Regions from separate parts of the Canis lupus genome. Here region 2 is linked to region 1. Evidence: chromatin contacts called from public Hi-C data. All regions are on one chromosome and are shown on one strand. The core of a region is the stretch at or near the end of the contact, and the rest is flanking DNA. Distances in the headings are between cores, read along the strand shown. Region 1 holds the start of ATP5F1A (ATP synthase F1 subunit alpha). Region 2 holds the start of SLC14A1 (urea transporter 1).

What was found. Hi-C and Micro-C count contacts between places; a contact is called where the count stands out from the background.
Region 2: a contact with region 1 is called in a Hi-C map of blood, with 2.9 times the contacts expected there. The contact joins the promoter of SLC14A1 here to the promoter of ATP5F1A in region 1. A contact is called at or near these places in 4 of 9 Hi-C or Micro-C datasets (amygdala, blood and skin fibroblasts).

What each region holds. Positions count from the first base shown.
Region 1 is chr7:45,106,549-45,109,906 of UU_Cfam_GSD_1.0, forward strand. It overlaps ATP5F1A (ATP synthase F1 subunit alpha), which reads left to right and starts at 1,496. Exons shown (of 12, transcript NM_001287154.1): 1 at 1,496-1,609; 2 at 3,306-3,358. The coding sequence starts at 1,550.
Region 2 is chr7:45,415,554-45,418,911 of UU_Cfam_GSD_1.0, forward strand. It overlaps SLC14A1 (urea transporter 1), which reads right to left and starts at 1,692. Exons shown (of 9, transcript XM_038543383.1): 1 at 1,541-1,692. All of the region lies in intron 1 of LOC119872583 (a long non-coding RNA gene), which reads left to right.

The sequences.
Region 1 (3,358 bases), core at 246-2,745:
GGCTAGTTAGACCACAGTGCGGCCTGCAGCCTCCTGTAGTATACTGTGAAACAACAGGAAAGATAGACCATGTGCTTACTCAGTGGTCTGATATATGTGTTTTAACATCAAATTGTTGCTCAGTCTTAGCAATAAATACTTTTAAGTCACATGCTTATTTAAAATGATTAAATTAGTTTTCAAAAGAATTTTACTAACTAGCCAACACCATATTGTATGGCTTGCTGGGAAGCCTTTTTGTTCTAGTCATATATGTCTCTTCTCAGTAATCAAATTTCAAGTAAGTTGGTCCAGCCCCAGATTATGGGGGAAAAAGTTATCTTTAGGCCCTTTGTCCGCTTTCATCGCTACGAATTCCACAGAATAAGCCTCAGTCATTTTTGTTTTCACAAACTAATTTTTTCCCATTAGCCTATTTTTATCCATGACAAGAAGGATATTCACCTTGAAAATGGAATAGAATATTAGAGAAAGGGATTGCTGACTATACATTTGCAAGCTATATTTTGGGATATGAGCCTTTTAATACAGATATTCATATGTCTCACCCAAATTAAGGTTTTGGGCGTAAACCAGATAAGACATCCAATATCCCCCTGCCAATCCTGTGCATATCACAAAAAAAAAAAAAAAAAAAATCTCAATATCACCAAAATTCTGTGTGTGTGTGGAGGGGGGTAGCTCTGCCCCAGTGTTAATGTGTAGGTACGGGAAGGAGTTTTTTTCTTCATAATTTCCATTTTATTCCAAATTTAAACACTCTCATGAAACTAGCTGCTAATTAGAGGACTTTGAATCCTTGTCCAAACTGCACCATTCTCAGTAGAATTGGCAACCACTCTTCTTCGGCTCTTTGTGTTTATTACCATTTTTTAAGCAATTTGTTCTAATTTACAGATTTCATTTAGACATAATCTAAAAGCACTACGACTTTGCAATCTAAGTGCTTCACGGATCACCTAGAATGGTATGGGCTCTTCTCTCAAAATCAGATTGCTCCTAATTTTCGACTTTAAGAGGGTCTGGGGAATGGGGCCAGAGATCTATGGATTAATCAGTTCGGCAAGTTTCCGGTGATGAACTGTTTTCTGTTGCTATAAAGCTTTAAAAGCTGTAGCCTCGGACCCCACACCGTCAACCTCCCATCACCTTCCAACCAGCTGCCGCCCCAGTAAAGGGTGACGACTCCACAGTCACCAAGCCTGAGAACCGCATCCCAGCGGGTTCCGCTACCCACGCGGTCGCCAGGGGCAACCACAAGGTCGACCCAATAGGTCAAAATAAATGTGTAACGAAGGCCTGGGCCGAAGCTGACAAAGGTCTAGTCACTCATTTTTAAGTTTAATTCTAAAAACGATACTTGAAAGAGGTAACCCCACCCCCAACTTTCCCGCAGGAGGCAGATTTCCGGCCGGGGGTGACAGCGAGGGGCGGTACTTCCGGGTCAGGTGGGCCGGCTGCCTTGACCTTCCTCGCGGCTCAGCCATTTTGTCCCAGTCAGTCCGGAGGCTGCGGCTGCGGAGGAGCCACCCGGAGCGAAACTGCAGAGATGCTGTCCGTGCGCGTCGCCGCGGCCGTGGCCCGCGCCCTCCCTCGGCGGGCCGGGCTGGTGAGTGCGGGGGACCGGCAGGAGGGAGGTGGCCCGGCGGTGTCTGGCGGTGCGCTGACTCGAGAGCTCTGCTGCAAGGAGGGTGAGGGGCTGGCGGGCGCCGCCATCTTGCAGTGCTGGCCGCTCGGGCCGGGCTGGGTGGCGGCGCAGGGGCCGTCGCTCGCCCTCCGTGCGGGAAGGTGCTGAGCAGAGGAGGTGGTGCCCCCGAGGCCGTCCGGAGATGGGGCCTCGGCGAGGGGAGGGGGGTGGTGTCCGAGAGGGAGGAGGTCCTGGAGTGAAGGTCAGGGGCTGGGGCGCAGGCTCTCCGAAGCCCGCTCGGAAACGGCGAGGCTCGACCCCGCTGAAGGTCAGAGCACTGTCGCTAGCTCTTGTGGAGGCGACCTGACATTGTCTGAAGGTCAGCAGGCCCCGGCATTTCTCCTCTTCCTCCTCTGCCCCGAGGTCGGTTCGGGGCAAAGCCATAAACGAAGGCGCTCCTGTCAGTACTTCAGCAGGCCGTCTCTTGGTGCCCGGTGCCGAAGCGATGGGGAGATGGGGCGAACGTGCGTTTCATGCGGCCGATACCTGAGCGGTGACGCCCAGGTGGTCTCAGGCGGGGGAAAAAGGCTTTGCTTGATCTTGTGGTTCTTGACGTGTGTTAAGATTCCGTCCTTGAGGAGTCGTTGGACCGCGATTGAGAAGTCAAGGTAGAACGTAGGTTGGAAAATGCCCTTCGGTACTTATCGCCCTTGAAGTTTTTAAAGCTTGCATTTGCTTATGTTTTTTTCCATGGTAAGTGTGATCTCAGTTTCAAAGGTAAAATAAGCACTGGCTGTTTTACCGTTCTAATAACCATTAGAAGAAAAAACATTTTTAACGGTTTTTTCTCCAGTCCTGTAGAAAGTAGTGGGTTCAGAATGGACAGTGACCAATCCCAGTATGACAGCTTGAAGGAGGAGGGAGTGCAGATTGCTGTGGGCTTTGTGGAAGGCAGGGGAAAAAAGAGTCCACAGCCACGCTTAATTTCTAATCAAATTCTGACATTTACCAGTTTAATTTTTATTTGCTTTTTAAAATTTTTTCCTTAAAAAAAAAAAGATGTTAATTTATTTATTCACGAGTGACACAGAGAGAGAGAGGCAGAGACACAGGCAGAGGGAGAAGCAGGCTTCATGTAGGGAGCCTGATAATGGGACTCTATCCCACGACCCCAGAATCACGCCCTGGACCAAAGGCAGGCACTAAACCACTGAGCCATCCAGGGATCCCTTTTTTTTCTTTTTTCTTTTTCTTTCTTTCTTTTTTTTTTTTTTTTTAAGTAAAATAGGGTGTGTATTGGTATTTGCCCCCTTTAGGAAGCAGTTTATCTTATTGAGAATTTCTACAGTTCAACTGAAATATATCTAAGGATGAAATAACAGTACTTGAAGCCATTTAATTAAAAGATAATTTGGTAACTCTTGGTTTTTAAAATATGCTTTTTATAGAATAGTTAACAGTGTCGTTAGGAGCTGCATAATATATTTTTTTGCATATAGCAAAAGCGACTTCATCACATGATTAATAGCCTTCCAATTTTAAACAAGATATTTTGAATATAGTTTATATTTTCACTGATAACATGATCAAACTAAGCCTGCATTTAAGCTTGCCAGTGTTCTAAAGGCTTTTTTTTTTTTTTTTTTAAGTCGAATTCTTAAATGTGTTTATGTACTAGGTCTCCAAAAATGCTTTGGGATCATCCTTCATTGCTGCAAGGAACCTCCATGC
Region 2 (3,358 bases), core at 442-2,941, 310 kb after region 1:
TTCCTTGCATGTGCGCCCTTCTCTTCCCTCTGTGTATACAGAATGTCACATCGCTGCCTACACTGCCATGGGTGAGGGAGGGGCACAAAAAGCAGGGGGGAGCTTCATGCTGTCGCTGTGGCACAGAGATCTCCGGGCCCCAGCGAGACATGATTCACGGGGCCCAGTGCAAAAATCAGTAAGGGTTTTGAGAGGGTGACAGAAGAGTGTGAAAGCGACTGTGCAGCCCCTGTGACTGCACAGGCCTTGTGAGGTTGGCCCTGGCCCTGCGTGCAGGGGCGGCACAGACCCTATAGCACCTTAACCCGTGCATGGCTTGCCTACCAGGGGCTGGGGTGGCCGGCGGGAGAGGAAAGGGGGTAGAACTGGGGGACAGGAGAAAGTGGGGGTGGCAGTGCTGCGTATCTCTCTGGGGTGACTGTGTCTGCCAGTGTCTCACTCCCCTGCACATGCAGACCCCGCCCCCCCCCTCCGCGAGGGGATCAGTCTATTCCTGTTGAGGTCCTGGGGGCCGGGGTCAGGGGGCCAGGGTGGTGACCCAGGAGAGTGGGAGGCTAGGGGCCCAGGAATGCCGCTGGGTCCCTCTGCCACAGCCCTGGGCTCCCTGTCCTGCCCCCCAGGTCCTCACCTCAGTCCTGGGCCCCATGTTCCGGGGTGCCGAGCTCTGCACCAGCGCTGCCAGAAACCAGCCGCACCCCAGTGTCTCTCAGTTCAGCAATCAGATGGGCCCAGTACGATCCCACAGCTCCTCCGTGCGCCAGGAGCACAGTGGAAATGTGTCAGCTCCAGAATTGCGTGGAAATAGGCCAACTCTGACCCCGGGGACAAGATACCCTTGGGTGACAACATAATGGTGCCGGGGGAGAGGGGGCTCCCACCTCATAACCCTTTAGGGGACCTGGTGCGCCGGGGCACCTGCACCCTTGTTATCTGCTAGGGCACCCGCACTCCTGGCACGAGCGCCCCTCTCCACCTTCTGCTGCAGGGCGCCCCTCCTTGGCCTCACCCCTCGGGGAGCACTGATGGCTACTCCTGCCAGTGCCCACCCCCCAAGATTCTGGTAGTGTCGGCCTGGCCCCCTGATCTGCTCCCCTCGACCCCCACGACCCTGCTCCCCACATCAGCTCAGGCCACACTAGAGGTGATGCTCTCTGGAACATTCTGGTGGGGCCTCCTGATTCAGACAGACTCCTCCAGAAGCCAGAGCTGGGGAGAAGAGTGACAACTGGCCCCTGGCCCTGGCCGTTCACGGAGGGGAGGAGCCTCATGCCAGAAGCGACACCGCCCGTCCCTGGCCCCTTCCTGTTATGGGACTGCCTGGCCTCCCGCCACCTGCTTCCCCACGTTTCCCTGTGTTCTGCTCTTCTGTCTCTGTATCTTACCTCGAACATCTACCTGGCCTGGGCTTCCCGCACGCAGGGCTCGCCTGCCCACCTGTCTGTCTACCTGCGGCAGCACCGACTGCTCCTGGCCCCTTCCACTTCCACTTCCACTTCCTTCCCCGGGTTGGGGACTGGGGGAGCCCTGGCCCGCTCCGTACCTGCTCACACAGCACACCTGCCGCTTCTCACCGTGCCGCTCACGAAGGCCAGCGCTGCCCGCGCCGCAGGGCCGGGGAGACCCCTGCCTGAGAGCAGCAGCGTGAGCCGGGGGCGCCGCTGACCACCCAGCTGCTCCAGTGGCTTCCTTTCTAGGGCCCAGGCTGCGTGCCTGGCAGGTTTCCGGGGCCAATGCAAAACCTTGCTTGTCTGCTCAGCCTCCTGGGCCAGATGTTTCCTGTTTAGTGGTTTCATTTTTTTTTTTAAAATCTAGTCTCCTTTGGGGTGCAGGGCCAGGACCCAACAACGTGGAGGAAGAGGCAAGCATCACTTCTGAGGATTCTCTGTGCCTCCTGTGCATACCTCTTCCGCGTCCAGGCACCTTGCAGTGCTTCTCGCTGCACCCACGGCAAGCCTACTTATCAAAACCCACTGGGGACTCTAGGATGGCGGGGGGCTCAACAGCCTCTAGAAGTGGCCCTGATTGGAGACCCTGGCTGCACAGTAGAATCCCTCTGGGAACTTTAAAACTACCTGTCCCCAGGCCCCTGCTGACCAGTGTGGTCCAGGGTCAGGTGATTTGAATCCAGTCCAGACTGAGCACCACTGTGCAATGATCTCAAAGTCTGGACCTTGACCCAGCTGCATCCGTATGATCTGAGAGTTTTCTAGAAGTTCAGATTCCTGGTTCCACTCAAATCTACTAAATCAAAATCTTTGGGGCTGAGGACCAAGGATCTGTGCTTTCATAAGAACAGTTGGTGATTCTTATATGCATGAAAGTTTGCAAACCAGAGCATTACAACCGGCAGAGCAAGGGGAAGGGATGACGGAGGCAGCACCATTTCTAAGTCTACACCGGTGATTTTCAAAGCACAGTCCTTGGTCCAACAGCGTTACACTGGAACTTGTTAGAAATGCAAATTCCCACGCCCTCCCTGCCTCAGACCTGCTGAATCAGAATCTGGGGGTCAGGCCTCGCACTCTATTTCCCAAATGCTGTAGGTGATTCTGATGTGTGTTCAAGTTTGAGGGCTACTGGTCCACCATCCACCTCCCCCACCCAAGACCATTACATGGTCTGGATCCAAACCCTGGAGGCTCTCTAAGGAAAGGATGGTGGCAAAGGACCTTTGTAGAGGCTTGACATTACTACCCATCAGATGATGACATGCCTAGGGCTGGATGATGGGTCTGTTCTGAAGAGTGTCCTCCCTAAAGACTATTCAGGGAGTATATGTTGGGAGGTTTGGGAGGCAAGATTCAAGCAGCTGGCCTGCCTGAGATTCTGTGTATCCATCATGTGCGGGTGGATGGAGGCATGAAACAGATCTCAAGATCCAGCCAGTGTGAGCAAACGGGCTCCGTAGAGGGAGACTGAGTGGAGACAGGAGGTGTTTCCATTCCCCAACCAATTATTTCCCCAGGGCCACTAGGTGCCCATCATGGCTAGTTCTCGGAAGAGACACAAAAACAAAAACAACTGTGTGTGTGTGTGTGTGTGTGTGTGTGTAGATGTACTGATATATGCAGGTACATAAGTATCTGTGGTTTCTGTCTGCACACGTTTGTGTGTCTACACAGGTGGGTACATCTCTGTGTGTGTGCATTGTGCATGTATGTAACGTACTCCTGGGATAGCATGTGTGTGTGTGTGTGTGTGTGTGTGTATGTGTTATCTGTGTGGGTGTGTATACTACAACCACTATCCTCCTAGGACTTACAATTTAATTGGAGAAAAGACCCACATAATTGAAGCAGAGAACAGCTGTGTGGTATGCTCCATAGTGGTGACCTTAAGGGATTAAGGAAACAAGGGG